2 separate regions of the Mus musculus genome follow, and region 1 is linked to region 2. A link is a contact called in public promoter capture Hi-C data. All regions are on one chromosome and are shown on one strand. The core of a region is the stretch at or near the end of the contact, and the rest is flanking DNA. Distances in the headings are between cores, read along the strand shown.

What was found. Promoter capture Hi-C pulls out the DNA fragments that hold promoters and counts their contacts.
Region 1: a contact with region 2 is called in a promoter capture Hi-C map of 3T3-L1-derived adipocytes, with 3 times the contacts expected there. The contact joins the enhancer-like site here to the promoter of Hoxd4 in region 2. A contact is called at or near these places in 5 of 39 promoter capture datasets (3T3-L1-derived adipocytes, the C10 cell line, hippocampal neurons and 2 more).

The regions. Positions count from the first base shown.
Region 1 is chr2:76,291,157-76,296,473 of GRCm38.p6, reverse strand. It overlaps Pde11a (phosphodiesterase 11A), which reads left to right. Exons shown (of 20, transcript NM_001081033.3): 2 at 5,151-5,309. Among named protein-coding and RNA genes, the nearest start is that of Pde11a, 45 kb to the left of the region's middle. Within about 2 kb of position 1,938, at least 12 of the 459 cell types and tissues checked have an H3K27ac peak or open chromatin away from gene starts, as enhancers often do. A contact at or near this core is called in 3T3-L1-derived adipocytes, where this site is marked.
Region 2 is chr2:74,720,568-74,726,318 of GRCm38.p6, reverse strand. It overlaps Hoxd4 (homeobox D4), which reads right to left and starts at 4,341. Exons shown (of 6, transcript NM_010469.2): 1 at 4,142-4,341; 2 at 3,688-3,766; 3 at 2,952-2,987; 4 at 341-856. All of the region lies in intron 1 of Hoxd3 (homeobox D3), which reads right to left. Mir10b (microRNA 10b) reads right to left here and starts at 249; the gene lies at 182-249.

The DNA.
Region 1 (5,317 bases), core at 689-3,188, 1.6 Mb before region 2:
AATGGCCGTGTCCACGATTCTTATGTGGCCTTGAATACTTTGGAGACAAGTTTGGCCCAGGCCTGGTGGTTGGACTTTGGTGGGAAAGAAACTTTTCTGCAGAGATGCAAGCTATCACAGAGATTAAAGACTCAAAGGTCAGTGCAGACAAGCCAGATCTGTTCCAGGGAGACTTTCGAGTGCAATCTCTCACAGTCCACTGCTCCGACGCGCAGCACCCTTCTCCTTTCCCGTCATCCTTCAGGGTTCCCCCATCAATCTGTTCTCTGGTTTCACTCTTTACCATTTAACATTTCTCTTATTCACTGGGATAGAAGATGTAAAAGTGGAAATGTTTAGTATTGACTGATTCCGGTTGGGATGCGTTGGAAGGCAGGCACTTTGAAAACTTTCTCACATGTGGTCAAAGAAGAGAACATCTGACACAGCCGGCCCAAAGAGGTTCTCCACCTTGCTCAGTAAACTGATTTAATGACTTTCTTTGTTATCTTTATACGTAGACTTCACTTTTGTCTCAGTCTCCTCCGACCCTGGAATTGGCATTCCCACCTACACTTTTCAGATTAAAACTAAAGGCTCAATATTTTAATCTATTTTCTCCCATTACACTAACCCCCCAAGAAACATCATTGCCTCATTCACTAATCTCCCTGCTTCCGTTTCTAACCCCCTGCCCTTTCCCTAGCCCAGAGCACCTTCAAGCTTTATCTCAAAACTTCCTCCCATGTAGCTACTACTCCAGTCCTGTATCAGATACAAAAAGTTCTTAGTTTTTAAAATAAATGTAAATAGTTATAGAAGAATAAATCATTCATCTCCATAATCTTAACATTGTACTACATTTGTTTTATAGACTTTTTATACGAGTGAGTTGGATACATTTTTATTACATAGCACTTAGTTAAGTATGTTTTCATAAAATACAATTTTATTTTAGATGGTTCTCATAGTGGAAACATAGCAATATGTATCATTATCATGTCTGCAATTTAGGGAAGTAAAAAACAATTTTGAAAATTAAACCTCAGCTTAGAATTTCTAATACTTAAAAATTAGATTTATTATTTTATTTTAGATATATTAGTGTTTTACCTGCATATATGTGCCCTATATTTGCCTTCTGGGCACACACAGTGGATGTTGGATCCCCTGGAACTGGAGATGCAGATAGTGTGAGCCACCACGTGCGTGCTGGGAACTGAACCTAGGTCATCTGCAAAAGCAACGAATAATCTTAGTACTGAGCCCTCTCTCCAGTCCCTAGAATGTGTAGTACTGTGATAGACCTTTGAGGAGAACTTTCCCCTAACAGAGCTTCTCTAGGTTCACCTTTTACAGGTTCTTCCTCCTGGATCTGGAAGTCAGTTGTGAATAGTTAGTATCTCTCTGGCTCCCAGTTCCTCTAGGGTATGTAGTGAGCAGCCATCAGTAGATCTAGACATAGGGAAGAGCCTTCTGAAAGTTAAGCCCCGCCTAAGCTTCTGCAAAGTTCTACTTATGAATTAACAATCTTTCGCTTTAACCTTCATTACGAGGACAAATAGAGGAGCTATTTGGTCATATATTGTAGTAATGAAATTAAATCCCCTTAAGGGAAGAGTAAACAAAAGGGAACGGCTCTCCCATTAAGTCTAGCTGCACCATGGAAACTCTTAAGAGAGGCTGGGAAACACCCCAGCTCGACTCACCACAGTACGGAATTTGGTCTCAAAAATTCCCCAATGTAGCGGCTGTCAAATTTTGACTCAAAGGTTAAATTTTTGTATTAGGAGGAAAGGCCTGTCTCAGTCATGGAACTGATCTGGTGTTTTCTCCTAATCTCAGATGAATCTCAGGACAAGACAGAGGCAAAGAGAGGCACAGTCAGAGCTTCCACAGCTCTGCAGGGCCTATGTCCTAGTGGTTGAGATAACAAAGCCCAGCAAAGGTCAACTGCAGGAGTGTCAGAGGCTTGCCAGCCCTCAAAGCTTCCTGCAGCGCTCTTTGGATAAGGAGAAGGTTTGTGCAAGATCTAGTGAGAGCCAAGAGTGAAACTGTGCGGAGGATCAGCCTAGGAGGACTCCACTGCAGAGCAAGTATGTGTGTGATCAGCTCACACTCATGGTGAATGAAAAGGCCACAAAACCCTATTAACTTACACGCTAATTAAAAATAAAATAATGAAATTCAAAATAAAATAAGAAAACCTAGAAAGACAAGATAACTTTCCAATAATCTTAATAGAAAAGAAACATTAAATATCCTTATATGATTATGAAATACACTATATGATACATAAAATGCGATACATTATATATAAAATGTATATTGTATAAATATTATGTATGATATTATACAATGTAAAATAAAACAGGAATAAAAGTGAAAAAGAAAAAGAAAACCATTACCAGGTCATGATGCAGGCTCATGGACAACTTTCTCACCATTGTGACAGACAGCCTGGGAGCCTGCCTGGAGACTGTGTGACAGGTGATTGCATGTCCACACTATCCTGGGGTAGCTGGTTCTTCAGAAATCCTGACAAGGTCAAGACTCTCAGAGGATGCCCACATCAACATAGTCCAGCCTCCGTATGCACCCAGAGACCTGTTCCTCTCCAGAGAACCATCCTCTCACTTCCTAGCTCTTTTTATAAAGAAGCAAAACTCTTTTACAAAGCTTCTCTATACCTCCTTGTTTCTATTGCCTCTCTTTTCTGTAGGTAACCACAGAGCACATTCGATGTTTGTTTTTCTCATGAATACTTACATTTTTGCTCCATATTTGAATCTGTAAATGATCCGTGTGAGGTCATTAAACATTTGTTATGTTATACATACGTCATTGGATTGCAGTTTGCTCGTTTCTGTTACTATGTTTTTAAACACTTCTTCAAATTAGATTTATCTACTTGATTTTATGTTGGAGGGTTTTGCCTGTATGTGCGTGTACCACTTTTATGCCTGGTGCTTGTGGAGGTCATAGGATCCCCTAGATCTGGAGTTATAGACGGTTATCAGCCAATACGTGGGTGCTGAGAATCAAACCCAGGTCTTCTGGAAGAGCAAGTTCTTTTAACAGCTCAGCCAGTCACCACTACCATGGTCTTGATTTTTGTTCACAGTGAGGCAAACAGCTCTAGTCTAATCAAACACTGCAGTGTTGAAACTGTGTGTATCACGTCATGAGGTCCTAGTTTTCCTTGTTCATTTTCCCATTGATCACCAGCCTCATCCCTGGGCAGGTGGCCCTGGGGTGCAAAGAATGCAGCCAGGAGCAAGCCAGTTAAGCAGCACTCCTTCTTGGCCTCTGCTTCAGTTCTTGCCCCCCCTCCCCCAGGCTCCTGCCTTGATTCCTGCCCTGACTTACCTCCACAATGGAGCATGGCCTGAGAGCATAAGCTGAAATAAACCCTTCTCTCCCCAAGGTGTTTTTGATCATGGTGTTTCATCACACGAGTAAAAACATAAACTAGACACATGTCTTGAGGAGCTCGTCTTGTCAATACCAGTTGCCTCAAGCCCTTGTGAAAATCAGTAGCTCAAATGGCTGGAGGGAGCTGAATGTGGTTATGTGTTTTAAGGGGCTTTAACACACACAGTTGTGGATCGTTAGACAAATCTCACGCTAGCCCTGGGCTTGAAACAGCAAACCAAATTCGCCCTGACTGTCACCTTCCCTGACATACAATCAGTTCCTACTGCCCCCTCAGCAATCAATCCTTGCTCCTTCTCTCCCTCCTTCTCTTCTGTCCTTCATTTCTTCCCTCTTTATTTCTCCCTTCTTTATTTATAGTTTGAAAATTTTGTATACACCTTCCAGATAGCCTAGCGTGAATAACTTGAAATTAAGGACACTCTCCTAAATAGCTCCAATAGCAATAGCAGCATCCCAGCAGCAAAGCATCTGTTAAGGCTGCAATCTAACCTTGTTCAGCTCTGTCCCCAACACATCCAGTGAAGAGCCGCACATTTCCTTTGGATTTCATGCCTCTTTGCAGAGCCCATGGCTTTGAATTTAATGCTGACACTATTTGAAGAATCCAGACTGGGTTTCTGATGGAATAACTGCTTGTCGACTTCTCTGTCTGTCCGCACCTCCCCCCGACTTCTCTCTCTTCCCTCTTTCTATGGGCATATCTGCATGTGTGTATGTGCCCTGTTTCTTTGCGTATGTGGACCAAAGGTCAACCTTAACATCAGTGTCTCTCCATGGATCCACTTGTCTCTTCCTTCCTGGGGCCTGGGGTCACAGACACACACAGCTGTGCCTGGCTTTTTATGGCATGCCAGGGATTGAACACGTGTCTTCATGGTTGTGTAGCAAGTGTTTTCCACAGTAAGCCATCTGCCCAGATCCTGTTTCCTGGGTCTCTTTTCCTAGAAGATGGTTTCTGCTGTCCATTTGATATGAACACCCCATGTTCTTAGGGGCACATTTCCTTCCCAAGGCATCGTGTCGGGTGACAATGATGTTATTTTGGCTCATTCCTGGGAAATGTAATTACTTGTCTAAGATAGAATTTGCTGGGTCTCCTCATTATAGAACTCACATTGCCATTATCATTAATAAATATTTTAGGGTGGCCTTTGAAGGTCATGTAAGTATTCTTCTTAGCATCCTTCACCTAATGTCACTGGTGATCCTTGCTTATGATCATTGTTTTGTTGATAGTTAATGACAAGTTACTACATAATTGAGCTACTTATTCAACATATTTTAGCTGGTATTCTTTTTATTACCCCCCAACCCCCCCCCCCACACTCCTTTTTGGAACTATTTTAGAACTATAAGAATGGATGAGTAGATTTTTTTCCAGAATAATTTTAATCCAACATAAACTACTTCTTTCCTGAAGGTTTTAGTAGTTTCTTGCATATGTGATAGTCACTTTCTCATGTACTATTTCATACTCAGTTATCATTGTGAAATAGTATATTTTATTAAAAAGAACACAGTGAACTTTCCTTAGGACACTGGCCCTTTTCCTTTTGTTAGCTTGGCTCACAATTATCATGATAATTTATCATTTATTTTGGCCATTTCAACACAATATCAAATCCATCCCTAAGAATAAAAGCCGGGGAGAGGGGAGCTTTCCTAGGGCCTTGCTTCCGCACCTCCTCTCACCTCCTTGCCCTTGAAATGAATGCTTTCTGTCTTATTTTTAGGACCGAAGATTCAATGATGAAATTGACAAGCTGACTGGATACAAGACAAAATCACTATTGTGCATGCCCATTCGGAACAGCGACGGGGAGATTATCGGTGTGGCCCAGGCGATAAATAAGGTCCCTGAGGGTGCTCCATTTACAGAAGATGACGAAAAAGTAAGACT
Region 2 (5,751 bases), core at 3,092-5,591:
ACTGGAATATCTATAGGAGTTTCTCCAGGAAAAGGCTGTACAATTTCACCAGGCAAAGTCGATCATCCTGGAGTCTAAGGTAATGAAAAAGAAAGAGGTGGCTTGCCGGCTGGGCTGCCAGTACTCTCCGCGCCTCAGTCTCTGGCCATGTCGGAGATATATGAAGTTTTTGCATCGACCATATATTCCCCTAGAATCGAATCTGTGACTATGTGGGTACCACACAAATTCGGTTCTACAGGGTATATATAGACAACGTTACAACCTCGGGTCCTACCCAGAGCAGACATTCAGGCAGCTGCCAGACCTGATCTCTTCAGCACAGCCACCAGGAACTCACCAAGCCTGGCTTTCAGAGATGGTGCAGGTAGGCTCGGTGCATTTCTAAGTATTGCTGCTCGCTACAGCAATGAGTTCCCTCATCGGCTTGCCAGGATGGGGGCCACCAAGTAGCTGAGCAGCCAGGACCTTCTTCTTCTTAAAAAAAAAAAAAAGAAAAGAAAAGAAGGGGAGTTTTTTTTTCACCCCAGAGATGGCGGCTTAATTGCCCCTTCTCAGAACCCAAATCTCCCGCCCCCTTATCAAGTGGTATTTCCCAAAAAGAAGCAAAGGCCCTCAGCAGCAGAAAGGGAGTTTTGAAAAAGGCAAAAGGAATAGTCTTCACCAGAACCTAAGCCAAGTGAGTGGTCACAGCTAGTCCTCCTAGAATTCGAGCATTTACCTTTCTGGGCCCTCAGCCCCGCCGGACTTTCGGATCCCGCTGCTGCTGCTTCTGCTGCTGCTATGACTGCTGCTGCAGACCCGGAGGCAGGCGCTGTTTGCGGCCACCGAGCCTCCCTGGGCTGAGACTGTCGAGCTAATGGTGAAGGGCAGGGCGAGGGGTCATTCGAAATCATTTACAAACATATCACAAAGTTTCATTATTTTTGCTTTGCCGACAGCAGCACAGAAGAGTACAAAAGTTCGCGAATTTCGCCGCCCCAGCGCCTCCGCTGTCCTGGGCTTGCCCCTCAATTCAGGGCATCAAGAGCCCAGATGCACTCTGGGGCTGGGCTGATTTCAGGGGCAGAGGGATGCCCTGGCCTGGGCCGAGCTTATGGATGCCTGATAACAGATTGAAGATGTCCACATTTCTAAGTATTGTTTTGATCCCTTCCTATATAATTCGAAAAATCACTTTCAAGCCCCATGCCTTGATTTTGATGGGGTGGGGCAGGGAGACTCCCCTCATCATATCTGGCAAAATTAGGTGCTCACTTTGACCCTGTACTTTGCCCTTCCATGCCCTCCCACCATCTTTCACTTCCACTATTTTGCAGGGATTTCCCAGGTGTCAGTTCTAAAAAAAAAAAAGGGGGTTAAAATCCGTTTGTTTAAAGACTCTCCCCAGTTTCTCCTAATGCCAGCCCTTTCACCCATGGACACGTTGACAGGCCTTTCTGGGGACACTGGGCCTACCTCTGTTTTACCCAGACAAATTGGGGAAGTCCGATGGGTTGAGTGAGGACCAAGATGAGTACACACATTTTCATATTTGTTAGACATTGTGACCTGCATTTCACCTTATTGCTCGACTTGTTCAGACAGGTCAAAGCCAACAAGTTATTGATGAACAAAAGCGTTAAATATTCACCTCCCTCTCAACTGCCCATACAAATGCTTTTGATCTCTCCGGCTTTTTGTGCTGTGGGCAGCTACAAGGCGCCAGCAAGCAAGCAGCCTCAGCAGAGATGAGCCCTCACAGCCAAGGGTGCCAAGGAAGAGGGCAGGGGCAAGGCCAGAGAAAGTCTGGGGAGTCCAGATTTTTCACCATGGAGCCTGGTTCACTGTGTGCAGGCCTGGTTCATAGAAGGAACTACAAGCTGTAAAGGTCTTCACTTCCCTGTTAGCTCAGCCTCACCAGGGGCCCAGCAAAGAAACCTGGCCCTGAGCCCAGTCTCAGCTTCTCTGACCAGGAAGGGAAGACATCTCACAAGAGAGGGAGGATGCCTGGTCCCTGTGGTCCTTACCAATCTGCTACTGTTCCATTAAAATTAAACTACCTGTGGTTTGCAGTGAGTGGCAAGCCTCTACTATTTCCTTGACTCTCCTTCTAGTGCCAACCCTTCTAATGACACCCAGAAGATGTCACCAGCATTCTCAGCTTCAAACTTCAGAGCCAAAGAACTGGAGTCCCTGCCTCTGATCCCACCCAATTCCACTGGACTCTGGAGTAGAGTAGAAATTCTTCAACTGCAGCTAAGGAGAAACGGAGGGAAAGAGAAAGTACTCTTTTTGTTCACCGGGTATCCCAAACTGGGACCCACACCAGTGAAGCTAGGACCCAGAAAGGGACAGGAGAGGAATGTCTACATAAGCTCAGAAGTTGTAGCCCTTCCTGGAAACAGGCCAATCCAACACACCCAAGACCATCAAGGGTTATATGTTTGTTTTTGTCTGTAATAAATCAAATTTTAAATTAAAACCTATATACAGCAAGAGAAGGCTGAGATAGACTGGGCAGAGAGAATAATGGCTGGACAGCAGAGAGGGACCCCCGTTGCCTTGGTGTTGATTGGGTCAATTCTAGCAGTTGTGGATGCTGGCCCGCCCGTAGTTCAGTTCGTTGATAGGGTGGGCTGCTAATTAGCTGCAAGTCTGCTGCACCTGTGCGAGCCAGAGAAGCCTGGCAAAGGCCTGTATGGTCCAGAGAGGTCCGGGAAGACAAGGGCGGTCCCCTGCGGTGCGTTTACTTGAGCAGGTGACTGTGAACTAGGTCCCAGAAATACTTCCTAAAGGGTCAGCCTAGAGCTTCCATCCCTCCACGAAGCGAGTCCGTTTTGGCCTGGGGAGGCAGCGCCACTCCGCTACTCCTTAACCCTCCCATCACCGCTGGCGCGGACCTTCCGCCCACCTCCTCCCAGTCTTAGCACTACCCTTTCGTTCCTCGGAAGAAAAGGGAAGGTACTTACAGTGGTTCTCCCTCGTTCTCCCTGACGCTCCAAAACCTGTTGCAATGAAAGTGGGGTCTCTCAAATTTCACAGGACAATAAAGCATCCATAGGCGACATGCAGAACGTGACAAGGCCCAGACATTCCACCAATACCTAGAACTCCTTGCTTCTGGTGACCGCCTTCGGGTACTGCACAAAGTTTTCCTCTGATAGCATCCTCAAAGGCAGAGCTAAGGGCTATGGGAGTCTGTCCTGGTCACCTACCCTACTTCACGCACCCTTGGGCAAAACCCAACCAGTTATACGGCCTGACTCAGACTGCCTGAGGCAGGGTTTCCCCAGGGGGGAAATGGGAAGTCAGAAAATAGGCCTTTGTGCATTTCCTTCTGGTGTGGGAGGGTGGGTGCGAGCCCACTGGTGAGAGCCTGCAGACATTCTATTTGTCCCGACCCCAATTCTGCTCCCTCTGGAAACAGTTCAGACCTCCTTTTCCAGTTTCAGGTTGGTTTTTAATTCCACCCCAGCGTCCAAACCTGCATTCTCCTCAAAGAGGAGGCATGGCAGGCAGGGACATATTTTTTTTTTTCCATGTCTCCAATTCAAAACAGTCATTTCCTTCCGAGGGGAAATGAGAACCCAAAAGATAACCAGAAAGGGAAATTGATGTGTTTAAAGGAAAATGATCTAGATCTTACAGACATGGTCTAAAATATGATCTCATTCTATCTGTTTGACATTAATTTTTTAAACATACCTGCAGGAGAACCTACAGACCGATCAAAGAGAACAGTGGTTCCCAGGGCACTCATGTCCATCTTCAAGTTTTTAGTCTTCTAGGAACAGAAAGAAAAAGAAAAGGGGGGGCAAACCCCGCTCTGAACTACCTCAGAGGTAACTCATCTCCACACCGGTCCCCTCTCCTCCCCACCCCCCATCATTGCTTTCTTCCACTTTTAAAGTTGTTGCTCCACTACTGAGAGGCAAGTGTAAGTCCTGCTTTTGGGGTAGAAGGCCCTCACTTCCCAACGTTCCAGGTATACACAGGAGAGGGAAATGCCAAGACCCCCCATTCAATTTATTAAGTTAGGCTTAGGCTAAAATTAAAATGAACTTCAATAGATAGGCTTTCCCCAAGCAGAGAAGGCTGGGCTCAGACCCCCTGCCCCACAACTCTAGAGTTATTGTGGACAAAGTAATGAGTGACTTACTGGGTTTCTTTTCGTTGGTAGAGAAGCTTAGAGGAGAGCTGTCTCCTGAGCCCGGGGCGCTGGCTGGAGCCTCTCACTTGCCTATCGCTGCTACAGGAACCAAGCATCTGCACTTGTATGCTCTTAACCTAATTTATGGTGGGAATTATATTTTGGCTTGTCAACTCTCAAGCCATAAAACAAAGTTTATTGGAATCACGTGCTTATAAATAGCCACTCAGGTCCCGGCTCTGCAGAACCATAAATAACCTTTGGCTTTAAACTTTTATTCACTAAATAAAGGTTCACTGCAACTGTTCCCTTGGATTTAAATAGTTCCAAATATCCAGAATGCGAGAGAGGTCATATTCATATCAATACCCCGGGCTTTTCAACTTGCATCTTTTCAGAGAAAGCTGTTTAAATTGGGGGATAGTGCTATTTGGACAAGGCTGGTTGGTAGGCTTGTCCTATGACTCTTGGGCTGCATCCACTGTGAGTACCATCACCGCCTTTATTTCAATCATTTTCTAGCATTCGATGTGGTAAGCAGGAAAGACAAAGGCTACTTCTTACTTGCTTATCGCAAAAGTTGGAAATTATTTTTGAGATTTTTTGCTTGATTCAATAGGGAAGAGTGGCCAGGGGAGAGGCTGGGTGGCCTTGGGGGTGGGGAGGCAGCTGGGATTAACACTTAGTGTCCTCTGTATTGTTGTGGATGGGGCTTGGTGAAAGTTGAAGATTGCCACATGCCTAGGGGTTTTTATAATTTGCTCAGATCTGAAAGAGAAGCCTTTGCAAGTGACCAAACTGCTTAAAACAGCAAGACTTGAGGTTTGGTGAAGTGAGAAAGTGGAGAACAGGCCCCACCGGACTCTGGCGAGTAAGGCTCTGAAGAGCCTTAAAGCAATAAAGCAATAAAACAGCCCTGGTGTGAAGGGGCCGGGTGCGTGCGGGGTGTGAGGAAGCACAGGAGGCTCTCAAAGAACCTGAGCCCAGGAAGTCAGATGTGCACAACCCCACTGTGTGCCCAAGTCATTTAGCTCAGTGCTCAAGGGTCCCTGAAGGCCCACATCTGAGTGGGCTCTTCTGTAACTCCTCCCTACTGCTGGCCCCCATCACAGGGAGAGCCTAAGAAAGAAGTGTGGGACTATCTCTGTCTATCCTGCTGAGCAATCCAGGAAAAGGGCTGGACACTCCACACAGAGAATGTGGCTGTCTCTGCTTGTGGGAGACATGAGAGAAGGGAGTGGGGAATGGCAGGAAGTCCCCCACCTCCCAAGAAGAGGCACAAAAAAAGAAGAGAATTGGCCCCCATCACCCTCCATTGGCCCTACAGAGGTGCCACAAACCTTGTGAAAATGTGTGATTTTTTTTTTTTTTGCTACTCTGATAAAATAATGGATGTGCTGCACAGATTTGTAAAACACACACACACACACACACACACACACACACACACGTTTGATTTATAAATCAAATGCACTAACAACCTTTCCTATCAGAAACCCCACACAGCCCAGAACATTCTTTGTATAAAGATCTCTTTGCATGCTAATTTCCAGCCATTTGCAAACCCACTTCCTGATTTGACTCTCATTAGCCAGAAAACAGGGGGTTGTTAGTTCAGA